Regions from separate parts of the Mus musculus genome. Here region 2 is linked to region 1. A link is a contact called in public Micro-C data. All regions are on one chromosome and are shown on one strand. The core of a region is the stretch at or near the end of the contact, and the rest is flanking DNA. Distances in the headings are between cores, read along the strand shown. Region 1 holds the start of Ascc3 (activating signal cointegrator 1 complex subunit 3). Region 2 overlaps Ascc3 (activating signal cointegrator 1 complex subunit 3).

Region 1 (6,097 bases), core at 3,251-5,750:
GGCATCATCAGAACCCAGTTTTCCCACCATAGCAAGTCCTGGAAACACAATCACACTGGAAAAGCAAGATTCAGTTCTAAGATCACTTCTTATGATGGTGGTAGGAGAGTTTAAGAAGGACATAAATAACTACCTTAAAGAAATACAGGAGAACACAGGTAAACAGCTAGAAGCCCTTAAAAAGGAAACACAAAAATCCCTTAAAGAATTGCAGGAAAACACAACCAAACAGGTGAAGGAATTGAATAAATCCATCCAGGATCTAAAAATGGAAGTATAAACAATAAAGAAATCACAAAGGGGGTCAACCCTGGAGATAGAAAACCTAGGAAAGAAATCAGGAGTCATAGATGTAAGCATCACCAACAGAATACAAAAGATAGAAGAGAGAATTTCAGATGCATGAGATACCATAAAAAACATTGACACAACAGTCAAAGAAAATGCAAAAAGCAAAAATCTCCTAACCCAAAACTTCCAGGAAATCCAGGACACAATGAGAAGACCAAACCTAAGGATAATAGGTATAGAAGAGAGCAAAGATTCTCAACTCAATGGGCCAGTAAATATCTTCAACAAAATTATGGAAGAAAACTTCCCTAACCTAAAGAAAGAGATGCCCATGAACATACAGGAAGCCTACAGAACTCCAAATTGACTGGACCAGAAAAGAAATTCCTTCTGTCATATAATAATCAAAACACCAAACTGATGGACACAGCCAAACTTTAACTAGATCATTTGAAACTGGGATTCAAAACAATCCTTTCTTCCTTTTAAATTGTTTTTCTAGTTTTTACAGTGTTGGAAAATTTACTAGCTCAAAGCAACACCATGACTCCTTTGAAATGTCAATCTCCTATCAAATAAATCAACTTCTTCATAACCATTTAGAATTTTTAAGTGTACAAACTCATGATGTATTACACTAATATGTCAATCAGGTATATATGATGAATTCCCTCCAGAAACTCTGGGCACCAAGAGTTATGGTGAATTTCTGAATGGCAGGGCATATTATTCATAGAGGTAACTCTATATCTTTGAAATTCTCTGCTTACCTGTACTTTCCCCTGAGCCCAATGTTCAAGCTTTACCATTAGTAATTCAGAGCCACTTTCATGAATTTTCAGTCTTTGGCAAATTTTCACTCCAGTGGCTCTGTTCTCTTCTCAGCCTTGTAATTGGATTTAAGAAATGATGGTGTAGAGGAGTTTTAATCCAGATACATGGTTGCTCTGGCTTGGGGATCACATCCAAAGACCTTCTAGGTCTGTGTGAACCAGTTGGAATACATCACTCCTTCAATCCCTGGAGACAGAGGCAAGCAGATGTCTGACTTCATGTCCAACCTAATGTAGAGCAAGTTTCAGGTAAAGAAAAGCTTATGTCTAGGCATGGTGGTACACACCCTTAATCCTAACACTCAGGAGACAGAAGTATGCAGATCTCTGAGTTCTAGTCAGTTAGTTCAGTTGATTCAGTGATCTGGGAGTCAGTTGAGAGTCAGTGCAGTGGAGTTGAGTTTGTGGCAGTGCATTTGGTGGAGTGCAGAGGCAGTCTTACCTGGACATTTTACAGACACAGGTTATAGAGAGAACAAGTGAGACACAGGTGAAAACAGAGGCAGAGAATGAGAACGAGCCAGAAGATTAGAACAGATTGCTAGAGTGAGTTTGATGCCAAGCAGAGCAATTCAGTGAGAAACCCAGCTTCATCTTGATGGATTGAGTGCCAGGCTGGAAACTAAATTGAATCAGTCAGCGTGGAGAGGAGTTTGAGCCAGAATAGTTGAATTGAATCAGCCAGCCAGTATTCAGAAAGAACTAGAAAGGGTGAGCATTTATTCAGTAGTAAGTCTCAGAGGCTGAAAACATTCTAGGCCTAGATTAGATTGTACAGAGAATAGAAGCTTCCAGGACTAGGCCTAGGTTAGCAAACTGAGGCAGTAAGCCTGGGAGACTACAGTTACATCTTACCTTTCTCTTGAGGTATATCAAGGATTAAGTCATAAAAACCTGGCTGTCATTGTGAAAGTAGCAAGATGTACAAGGAAGAAGCTTAAAAGTTTAACAGACTTTGCTTAGCCTTCATGTAAGCACAAATATTACTGTTTGAAGATTAGTGGCTGGACTAATGTATCTAAACATTTTCCCATAGTTTTATCAGCTCCTTTCATAAGAAAAGACTTAAAGGTCCTGAAGAAAATGTTTCAGGTATCAACAAGACTTACGCGCGCACACACACACACACACACACACACAAATGTGCCCACACATACATATCACAAACACACAAAGATAAATGGAAAATAACAAAAATACTGAAATAACCTCTCAGTATAGGCAGGAGGGTTGCTATTTATCAGATTGCATTTGCTTTTAGCTTTGTTAAAAAACTTTCTAGACATTCTTCTTTCTCCAAACTAGGAGCCATCTTTAGTAGATTGTCTTTTAGTAAACATTTGAAAAACATCCCTGAGAAAATAAAGGAGTTCAAAGGTATTTCTTAAGAAACTAGTGAAGTTATTTCCTTCCACTCTGGTACTATGTAGAAGTATAATTTAAGTCACCTGCACCATTTTAAAGTTTATAGATATACATTTTAAAAGTAAGGGCTGAAATAATTACATTTCATTTGGCTCAATGTACAAAGGCTTATCTAAAATAAATAAAAAGTTGATAGCTTACAATCACCTTCCCGTTAAGTTTTCAAAATATGGCATATATTTTGAAAACCTTAATTCCAATAAGTCAGATTTCTATTTTGTAGAGCCAAATCTGGCTAGTGGCTTGAGCATAGCACAGGAGAGTCAGGTAGTACATTTTCAATTTTCATCTTTTTGATCCTCTGGAACTCTGTTGGGTATAATCTAAACTATCTATGTAGACTCCTTTCATTTTTCTTTTTTACTTATTTATCTTGTCTCATTTACTGGTAGAGGAGAGAGTGAAAAATAAAACATAAATCTAACCCAACAGTGATGGCTTCATCTAGCTCGATTGAGTGCCAGGATGATATTACTTTCAGTTGTACTCTATACAAGTAATATCTGCATGCTGCAGAGACTCTGAGACCCAAAAGTTCAGCTGGAAATTAATTAGCATCTTATTTATAGTTGCGGTTTTTAACATACATGCTGTTCCAAAATTGCAATCTTGGTACTATAATTCTATGTTTGATCAAACCCCTCTTCCTTCCCTGCCTGCTTCATGGAAATGCTCTCTCTGTTTCTGAAAATTCCACAATTATGTATCTCAGATTAGCAAAATATTTCTATGCCACTCACATCACCTCTGCTTGGATTCTCAGGTGGCCTTCCCACTTGGGAATATCTGCCTCTGCTTTTTTACTATAATGAATTTGCTTTTGCTTAAGTCTCTTCTGTATCTCTCCTAGAATTCTTTCTCTAGTGAGACCAAGAGTCTTTGGGATCACCAGTTGTAGTTTGGTGATAAAATGAGTTAGACTGTAAACGCTTGAAAGGCTACATGCGACTGGACTAACTTTTAGCAAAACCAGCCAGTAATTCTCCTAAAATGCGTCTCCCTCCCCCCAAATCCCTATTATGTAAGCATTCAGCATCTACTTAGAAAATGTAGAGACTGGGAACTTAGAGAAATGTAGAGACTGTGATGGTCATATATTGCTTCTACAGTGCATTTAGTTCCTTGGATTGTATTAGAAGGGACTCTCAGAATGTGAAGGGTTTTTGTTTGTTTTCCTCATAAAGTTCAGGTCATACCAGACAAACCTTTATCACCAGATGGGTCTTTCATATTGCTGACAGTCCAGTAACTTTTCCTCTTAGTGAATCTTACCAAGTTTCATTAATACTTCATGATTCTTTTCATCTGCGTTATCTCATTTTAATTTCTGAAATGCTTCTATCGCTATTGAGGTCTTCTTACCTCAGTCTGGTATACAGAACTTCCAGTGGGTTTGGCAAGTTATGTTTATTATTCAACCAATGCTGCTTCTATAAAACAGGGTTCTGGTGAGTTTTAGGACAACTGTCTCGGGAAGAATGGGCTGAAAGGGTAGGATGACAATGCATACCACATCTGTATCCTCGCTCATCAGTTCAAACTTAACAACAATGCAGTTTTTTTAGGCTAGCTTTTCTAAATTTGCCAGTCGCACCAGGCTATCGTCAGATGTTTTGTTTCGAAGGTCAGAAACAACTTCAGAAGTACAAAGTGGAGAATAATGAAACTCAGGGAAATCGAAACTTGAGCCTAGAGCAGGTGGGCGGAACCATCTAGTAACCACGGGACTGTGACTCACTGGTTTCTGCCTTCAATAGGAATTAATTACTCGGTGCCATTATCAGAACCAAGCGGGGATTAGGGAGTCGGCCGGAGGGAACCAAGAGTCGGACCACTAAAACTGAGCTGAAACTTGCTAGCGTGTACGCCACCCGACGCCAACCCCCGCATGGGCGGGGCCGAGGGCGGCCGGGTGCTGACGTGGCGACGTTGGCGTCGCGGTCGGTGACGTATGGCCGGCGCCCGCCCCGCCCCTCCGTCGCTCGGCGCGGGTGTGTGGGTTTGTGGGTCAGTGCCAGCTGGGCAGCCCTCGCGCGCTAAGGCGTGACAGCGAGCGACCCCCGCCGGCCCGCGTGTGCTGCGGAGGAGGTCGGGGCGCAGCCCTCCGCTCCGCTCCGCCGGAGTGAGAAGAGGAAGCAAACCTCCAGGAGGCCGGAGGCGCGCGTGGCGGCGGGGCTGAGGTGAGCTAGGGAGAGGGAGGGCGCGGGTGGCGGAGCCCGAGTGTGCGGCGGGGCGGGGCTGGTCTCAGAGTCCGGAAGAGCGCGGGTGGACCGAGCTGTCATCCCTCGGCTGGGCGTCCCGGCTCACCTAAGTTTGTAGGTGGGGGTTGGGGTGAAAACTCCAGCGCGATTGCCCACGTGTAAGGACAGAATGGCCACAAGATGAAAAATTTTCTGTTCTAGGCTTAACCTGTTTTTCTCCTCCCTCTCCCCTTATTTATATTACACATTCCTAGCAACGTCGTTCTTCGCCTACATCTGTTGGGTTGGGTTTCCCCCACAACACAGAGGAGCGAGTGCTTTGGGTCCTGGAGTTCAGGGCAGTGGGTGAATTTAACAATCGGAGGACTCTAGAATGTATTTTTTTTTTTTTTTAAATAAAGAAGTGTCTATGCTAAGGGGGTAGATGAAGTGGTTCTTGGTAGGATGCTGTAATTTCCTTTACCTTTAAAAGAAAGAAGTTCAGTCTACTGAGTTTGATATGCATCACAAGTGCAGTCTAATTGCTACCTGTGGTGTGGTTTTTGTTGTTGTTGTTGTTGTTGTTGTTGTTGTTGTTCCTGGATAAAAATTAGAACAGTCAACTATATCTACCCCCTTTTCAGATTCATAAGCTGAAACGTTTGTTTTCTGAGTTTGATTGTTCTCAAATTCCGCTTCTGAGTCTAGGCTGGACGTGCTCTAGCTCATGTTTTGTATTTAGTTTTTCACGTCATGACGATTATAATACTGGTGTTGCGCCGGGCGTGATGGCGCACGCCTTTAATCCCAGCACTTGGGAGGCAGAGGCAGGCGGATTTCTGAGTTCGAGGCCAGCCTGGTCTAGGACAGCCAGGGCTACACTGCCTCAAAAAAAAAAAAAAAAAAAAACCTAAAAAAAAAAAAGGATTACTTTATTCTATGAAACCCACTGCATAAGTAAGCCATCCACAAAGATAATACTGTGTTGCATTAAAATATTCATAGAGATGTCAGTTAAGTGTAGCTTAGTGTTATTTACATGAGTGAATTAATTTTGCAAGACTTAGTTTTCTTGATCCTTGTTGAATAATTTTTTCTAAAAAACTTGGTTCATTCATTAATTCATTCATTTGTTCACTCTTCATTCATTCCCTAGCACTGTGGGAGGTGTAGGACATAGAAAGTCCCTGTTCTCACAGAACTTTGTATAGTTAACTAGCAAACACTCTTTTAGAAGGGATGTTTAAATTAATAATTGGAAACAAATTTCTGGCTGGAAGCGTTTTCATTTTTTTCTAGTATTTACATTGGTTGTATTGATACCTCATGTCTGGCATAGGATATAGAAAGTCTACATACAAAACATTT
Region 2 (5,742 bases), core at 1,813-4,312, 42 kb after region 1:
CTTGGGCCTTTCATCTTGTTTAACTTTTTTGGATCAGATTGATTTATAGAAAGACTTGCTGTTTCAAATAAAGCAAAACAAAACAACAATAGTAGCAAACTGCCAAGGGAAGCATATTAGCTTATCTGTTATGTCTTCTAATCCTGTAGGCTCAGGTGTTGTATAAATGTCTTTGATACAGATTTCTCTGTCTGTACAAATAGCTAACCTCTCCCTCTTTCCTATTTATTTTTGTGGCCTCGGGTCCTTGTATTAGAACACTGAACAATGGCCCAGGCAGCTATACCTTTGCAGATAGTCACCGCTAGTGCCAAGTTTGTAGTGCAGCCCTTGTGTGAGGAAGGGTTCCCACCTGCTCCTGGAGTGGATAGATGTGGCAGGTGGTACAGAAAACATAATTTTGGATTGCTGTTAAATCTCATAGCCTCTTATCCCAGAACTCAGCTAAGATTCTTTGTCTGGAAGTTACATAAACCATGCATTCACAACCGAATGGGTTTTTTATTTGCTTCTTTTGTCAATCATGGGATCTTAAAGAGTGTTATTAAGAAGAATAGAGTGTTATTAAGAATGTCTTGGATATTATTCCACGTTTTTTCATTAGAAATTAGCTTCCAGGTATGCACAGTTCCTCATCCTATTCCTCCTCTCCCATCTCCAAGAGGATGTCTCCCCCACCCTACCCCATAGACCTCCCCACTCCCTGGGGTGTCAGGTCTCTCCAGGGTTAGGTGTGTCTTCTCTTACTGAGGCCAGACTAGGCAGTACTCTGCTGAATATGTGTTGAGAGCCTCATATCAGGTAGTGTATGCTACCTGGTTGGTGGCTCAGTGTCTGAGAGATTTCAGGGTATCCGATAGTTTCGACTGCTGGTCTTCTACTTTGAACTCATTGGCACAGGGCGGGGGATGGGGGGATTTCCTAAACAGAACTCCAGTGGCTCACGCTCTAAGATCCAGAATTGATAAATGGGAGCTCATCAAACTGAAAAGCTTCTGTATGGCAAAGGTCATAGTCAGTAGGAGAAATTGGTAACCTACAGATTGGGGAAAAAACTTCACTAATCCCACATCTGATAGAGGACTAATGTCCAAAATGTATAAAGAACTCAAGAAGCTAACCTTCAATACAACCAAACAACCATATCAAAAATGGGGTATAGAACTAAACAAAGAATTCAGAGCAAAGGAATCTCGAATGGCCGAGAACCACTTAAAGAAATGTTCAAAGTCCTCAGTGATCAGGAAATGCAAATCAAAATGTCCCTGAGACTCCATCTTACACCAGTCAGAATGGCTAAGATCAAAAACTCAGGTGACAGTAGATGCTGGCAAGGATGCTGGTGGGATTGCAAGCTAGTGGTTTTCTACTAGAATTTGCCATTTGTGAACAAGAAACACAGTTTGTATTAAGTAGCTGAGTGGTTAAGGATATGAATATGCAAGGTTAGCTCTGGCAGGATTATTTTCTTATAGAAGAAATGACCCCATTTTAAAAATTCACAGAATCTTAAGACTAGTCCATACCATCCATCCATCTATCCATCCGTCCATCCGTCCATCCATCCATCTATCCATCCATCCATCCATCCATCCATCTATATACTGTTTCCTGTTATAGTTTGTGTGTGTGTGTGTTTCATGGGGGATAATGATGTAGAAATATATTTTATAGTTATCCCTTCCCTTTATCCCTTCCTACTTTTCTTATCCCATCCTTTCTGTAGAAAGTTCTTTAATTCTACCCTTGATTGTTGTGTCTAGCTAACAACAATACAAAATACTCATGTAAAATGTTTTTTAGAAAAGTTGGAATTCATGTGGAGGTTGTGTAGGGTAGGAATGAGTAAAACAGAAAACTATATTAGACTGGTTCACACTGTATACATGTGTTGAAATACAGTGATCCCCATTAACTTGTACAAAGAATACAAAGAATAGTAGGAAAACTTCTCATACAGGGAATTTTTTCAATCTTATCTTAAGTCTTTTTATTTTGTTTTGTTTTGTTTTATTTTTTGAGACAATGTTTCTCATATAGCCCTGGCTGTCCAAGAACTCACTCTGTAGACCAGGCTGGCCTAGAACTCAGAAATCTGCCTGCCTCTGCCTCCCAAGTGCTGGGATTAAAGGTGTGCACCACCACTGCCTGGCCATATCTTAAGTCTTAAGCAATATTTAGATTACTCTTGTTATTTCAAGCAGTTGTGACTCATGGGCATCTTTTTTTTATAGGTTTATTGATGTAATTTTGCATATATTTAAAGTGTACAAATTTTAAGCTCTTATATGCACAAATACATGCAATTATAGCATTTTTCTACTCTTAATTCATCTTACGAAATCATAGGCCTTTGTCCTTTTTACCCTTTCATTTTTTGCCATCCAATCTTTAATCCACTAATGTGTATTCCTCAAGACTATATCCTATTGGGTGTCGCTATGCTTAATATACAGTCATGAGTATTTCATAGAGAAACTTTAATGCTTTATGTTTTTATTTTCTTTTACTATTCCTGAACTATGATTTATTTATGTTGTACAGAAGCTTCTTGTGCATATGTATTTGAAAATACTTTTTTGTTTTATACATTGTCTTTTTACTTTCTTGAGTGTGTTCTTGGAAGTATGAACTTGTCTATTTTTTGTTGTCTTTTATTGATAATATTTTTGAGGTAGTATTTAAGCATCCTTTTCATGAAGATTTACTGCTATGTCTTCTCGTAAGAGTTTTATAGTTTTAGATTTTAAGTCTGTTAGACCATTGATTCACATTGAGTTAAGTTTTGTTTGTTGTTTCAGATAGTCTTCCTCTTTGTTCTTTCTTTTCTCTTTCTCTTCCTCTCTCTTCCTCTTCCCTCTTTGCGCTGGTTATTCCATTGTTGCTTATTGAAAGACTTCCCCTTGCGTTGACACTAGCCAGAAATACTTCCCTATGACACATGAAGGACACATGAAGGATTTTTATTGTTGTTGTTTTCTCTTGTTTCTTACGTTTGTCTGTATGCCAATATGGCATGGTTTTGGTTTTGATTACATTGTTGTGAGTGTGGTTACAGGGACCTCTGAATCCTAAACTGTCCTTCCCTCCATCCTCACAAGATTCTTTTTACTATTCTGGGTTTCTCCCAATACTGTATGGATTTGAAAGTTAGCTCGCTGCCTTTTGCAAAGAAGTCACCAAGGATTCTGAGTGAGATTGCACTCAATCTTAGAGTAATACGGGTTTTATTTAAAAAGAAATCTCAATATTATGTATTCTAGTTCATAGATACTGATTTTTATTTAGGATTTTAATTTCTTTCAGTTGTATTTTGTAGTTACAGTGGAAATGTCTTACTCTTCCTTTAAAAAAATAGTCCTCAGTAATTTTTGCTGACATTATAGAAGGGATTATTTTCTTAGTTTCATTTTTAGATTTTTCATTATTAGTACAGGATACATTTGATTTTTATATATTTATATCATCTTGTGCATTCTTGAAGAAAATATTAGTTCCAGTAGTATTTTCTGTATGCAAGATTATGCCATCTGTGAATAAATAGTTTTATTTCTTCTCTTTCTATCTAGATGCCCTATATATCTTTTTCTTGCCTAAATGCCCTGGCTAGAACCTCCACGCAGTGTTGAATAGAAGTGGTGAGTTGAGACTTTGTGTTATTTCTGATCTTCATGGCTAAGCATTTGATCTTTTATGAAACAATACCATAATTAGCTGTGAGCTTTCATTGTTGTCCTTTATAAAGATATAAAATTCCCTTCAAGTATACTTATTTTTTTCCCATGAAAAAATAAAATTGTCTTTTTCTCATTTGTTAAACTAATGGTGCAAATTTTTTAAGTTTATTGATAGGTATTCCTATTGGTCAGTTTTCCCACCTATTGTGTCCACTTTGTATTTGTTGCATTGATTTCACTTTATCATAATGTCTGCCCTCTGTGTTTCTGTCTACCCATTTATCTAATCTGAGTTAAGACACTCAACTATGTTACTGGTTTAGTTTGCTAGTACTTCATGGATACTCTTTATTTCCATATTCTAAAGTCATTGATCTATAGTTTTCTTGTTATGCCTTTGGTTTGGGTATCACTAGTATTGGCTCTGAGAAAAATCAGCTGAGAAATATTTTTGCATGTTTTCAATTTGTGCAGTGTTAAGAATTGGTATTAACCTTTTAAAAAGATTCAGTAGAAGCCATCAGTAGAATTTAATTTCTCTGTAAATTGGTTGGCTGACAACAAATCCTGAACCTTGTCTTTCTGGGGCCTGGTTTTGGTCACTAATCATCCTTTCTCTTGCTGGAAGTCTATACAGATGCTCTGTAAGGTCTGGAGTTAGTTGTTCAATGTTGTATCTTTGTAATGCAGAATTCATTCTAGTCTTTTTCCTCCTTTGTTAATCCTGCTAAAGTTTTAAAGTCTTCAGGTTTTCTTGATTCTCTCTATTGTTTTTCTGTGCTGTAATTCATTTATTTGTGCACAGGGCTTACTATTTTCTTTTATGTCTGCTTTTCCTTTTTTCTGGTACCTTAAGGTTGAAAATGAAGTGGATCTAAAAATGAAGTGGATCTGAATGCTTTTTCAAAGGGAATGTATGGTCATAGGTTTCCTTTTAAGCACTGTTTTAACTACATTTCATAAAATTTGCTCTTAATTTACTCATGATATTTTTCATGCTTGCATACTTGATCATATCCACTTCCAGCTGTCTCTTATTTATTCATATTGGCACCGTAATGTATACGTATTTTACTGAATTTTGGATCAATTGGTTATTACTCTTGGTTATTAAATTAGCACATATCTAAGAATTTTTCAAATTGTCTTAAGGGTTTTTAGTTTCATTTCATTTGTTTACTGATCATACTTTGGATTACTTCTCTTTGGAATGTTAAGGCTTATCTTGAACCCTGTAATATGACCTGGTGAAGATATTCACTACTAATGCTAATCCCTTATATGGTAGTTACTGTTTCAAACACTTTAATCAGTTTTTTGGGAATAACTTCTGGGTGTTTGATTCCATGTATGATAGTGAAGGCACTCTCAGGAACAGAGTAGTATGGTTTGAGTACACATTGTGTCCCCAGAAGTTCAAGTGGTAAAGGTTGGCTCACCAGAGTAATGGTGTTGTGGAGTAAGACTATAGGAGTCTTGAGGAATTAAGTTCACTTGAAGGAGAATGGGAGCCAGGTCCATGACTCTCTGACTGTATCAGTTGCTTCTTACTCTGGATTATTGTGACAATGGTCTTGTCCTTTTGTGATGTGCTACTCACATTGGAAGTCATAGTGCTGCCAGAACTTCAAGACAAAGCCAACTCCTTTCCTTCTTAAGTTAGTAGCCCTAGTTATCGTGTTGAGTAGGTGTTATCTAGTAATGTACAGGCTTCTGCATGGCCTTGTACCTGAAATTTGAATAAATATTTTTGTTAGGTAGGGAAACAGAATAAATGACTTCCAATGCATAAAAGAACTCTTGAAATTGAAAGTAAGAAAAGCTGAGAAAAAAAGACAGACTTGATATCAGGGATATCTCAAAAGCTATGGATAGTTTACAGTTAGTACTCAGATGAAAGACCAGTGGCTTTGGAAAGAAAAACATCGGTGGCCTAGATTCATGCAAGATGTAGTGTCTTAGAAACTGTTTGCTGGTGAGAGGACATTAGGAAGTTTAAGGTTTCAACATTTTGTTCAAATGCAAGTTAATAGGTGTTATTGAAAACATATCTTACAAACTAAAG

What was found. Hi-C and Micro-C count contacts between places; a contact is called where the count stands out from the background.
Region 2: a Micro-C map of macrophages shows a contact between it and region 1, with 1.9 times the contacts expected there. The contact joins the enhancer-like site here to the promoter of Ascc3 in region 1. A contact is called at or near these places in 4 of 39 promoter capture datasets (3T3-L1-derived adipocytes, the C10 cell line, liver and 1 more), 1 of 15 datasets of contacts at CTCF or cohesin (CD8 T cells), 4 of 484 Hi-C or Micro-C datasets (CD8 T cells, macrophages, neutrophils and 1 more), 1 of 115 datasets of contacts at active chromatin or transcription factors (CD8 T cells) and 3 of 9 other capture datasets (adipose tissue, liver and pancreatic islet).

What each region holds. Positions count from the first base shown.
Region 1 is chr10:50,588,169-50,594,265 of GRCm38.p6, forward strand. It overlaps Ascc3 (activating signal cointegrator 1 complex subunit 3), which reads left to right and starts at 4,501. Exons shown (of 42, transcript NM_198007.2): 1 at 4,501-4,729.
Region 2 is chr10:50,631,464-50,637,205 of GRCm38.p6, forward strand. All of the region lies in intron 4 of Ascc3 (activating signal cointegrator 1 complex subunit 3), which reads left to right. Among named protein-coding and RNA genes, the nearest start is that of Ascc3, 42 kb to the left of the region's middle. Within about 2 kb of position 3,063, at least 4 of the 459 cell types and tissues checked have an H3K27ac peak or open chromatin away from gene starts, as enhancers often do. A contact at or near this core is called in macrophages, where this site is marked.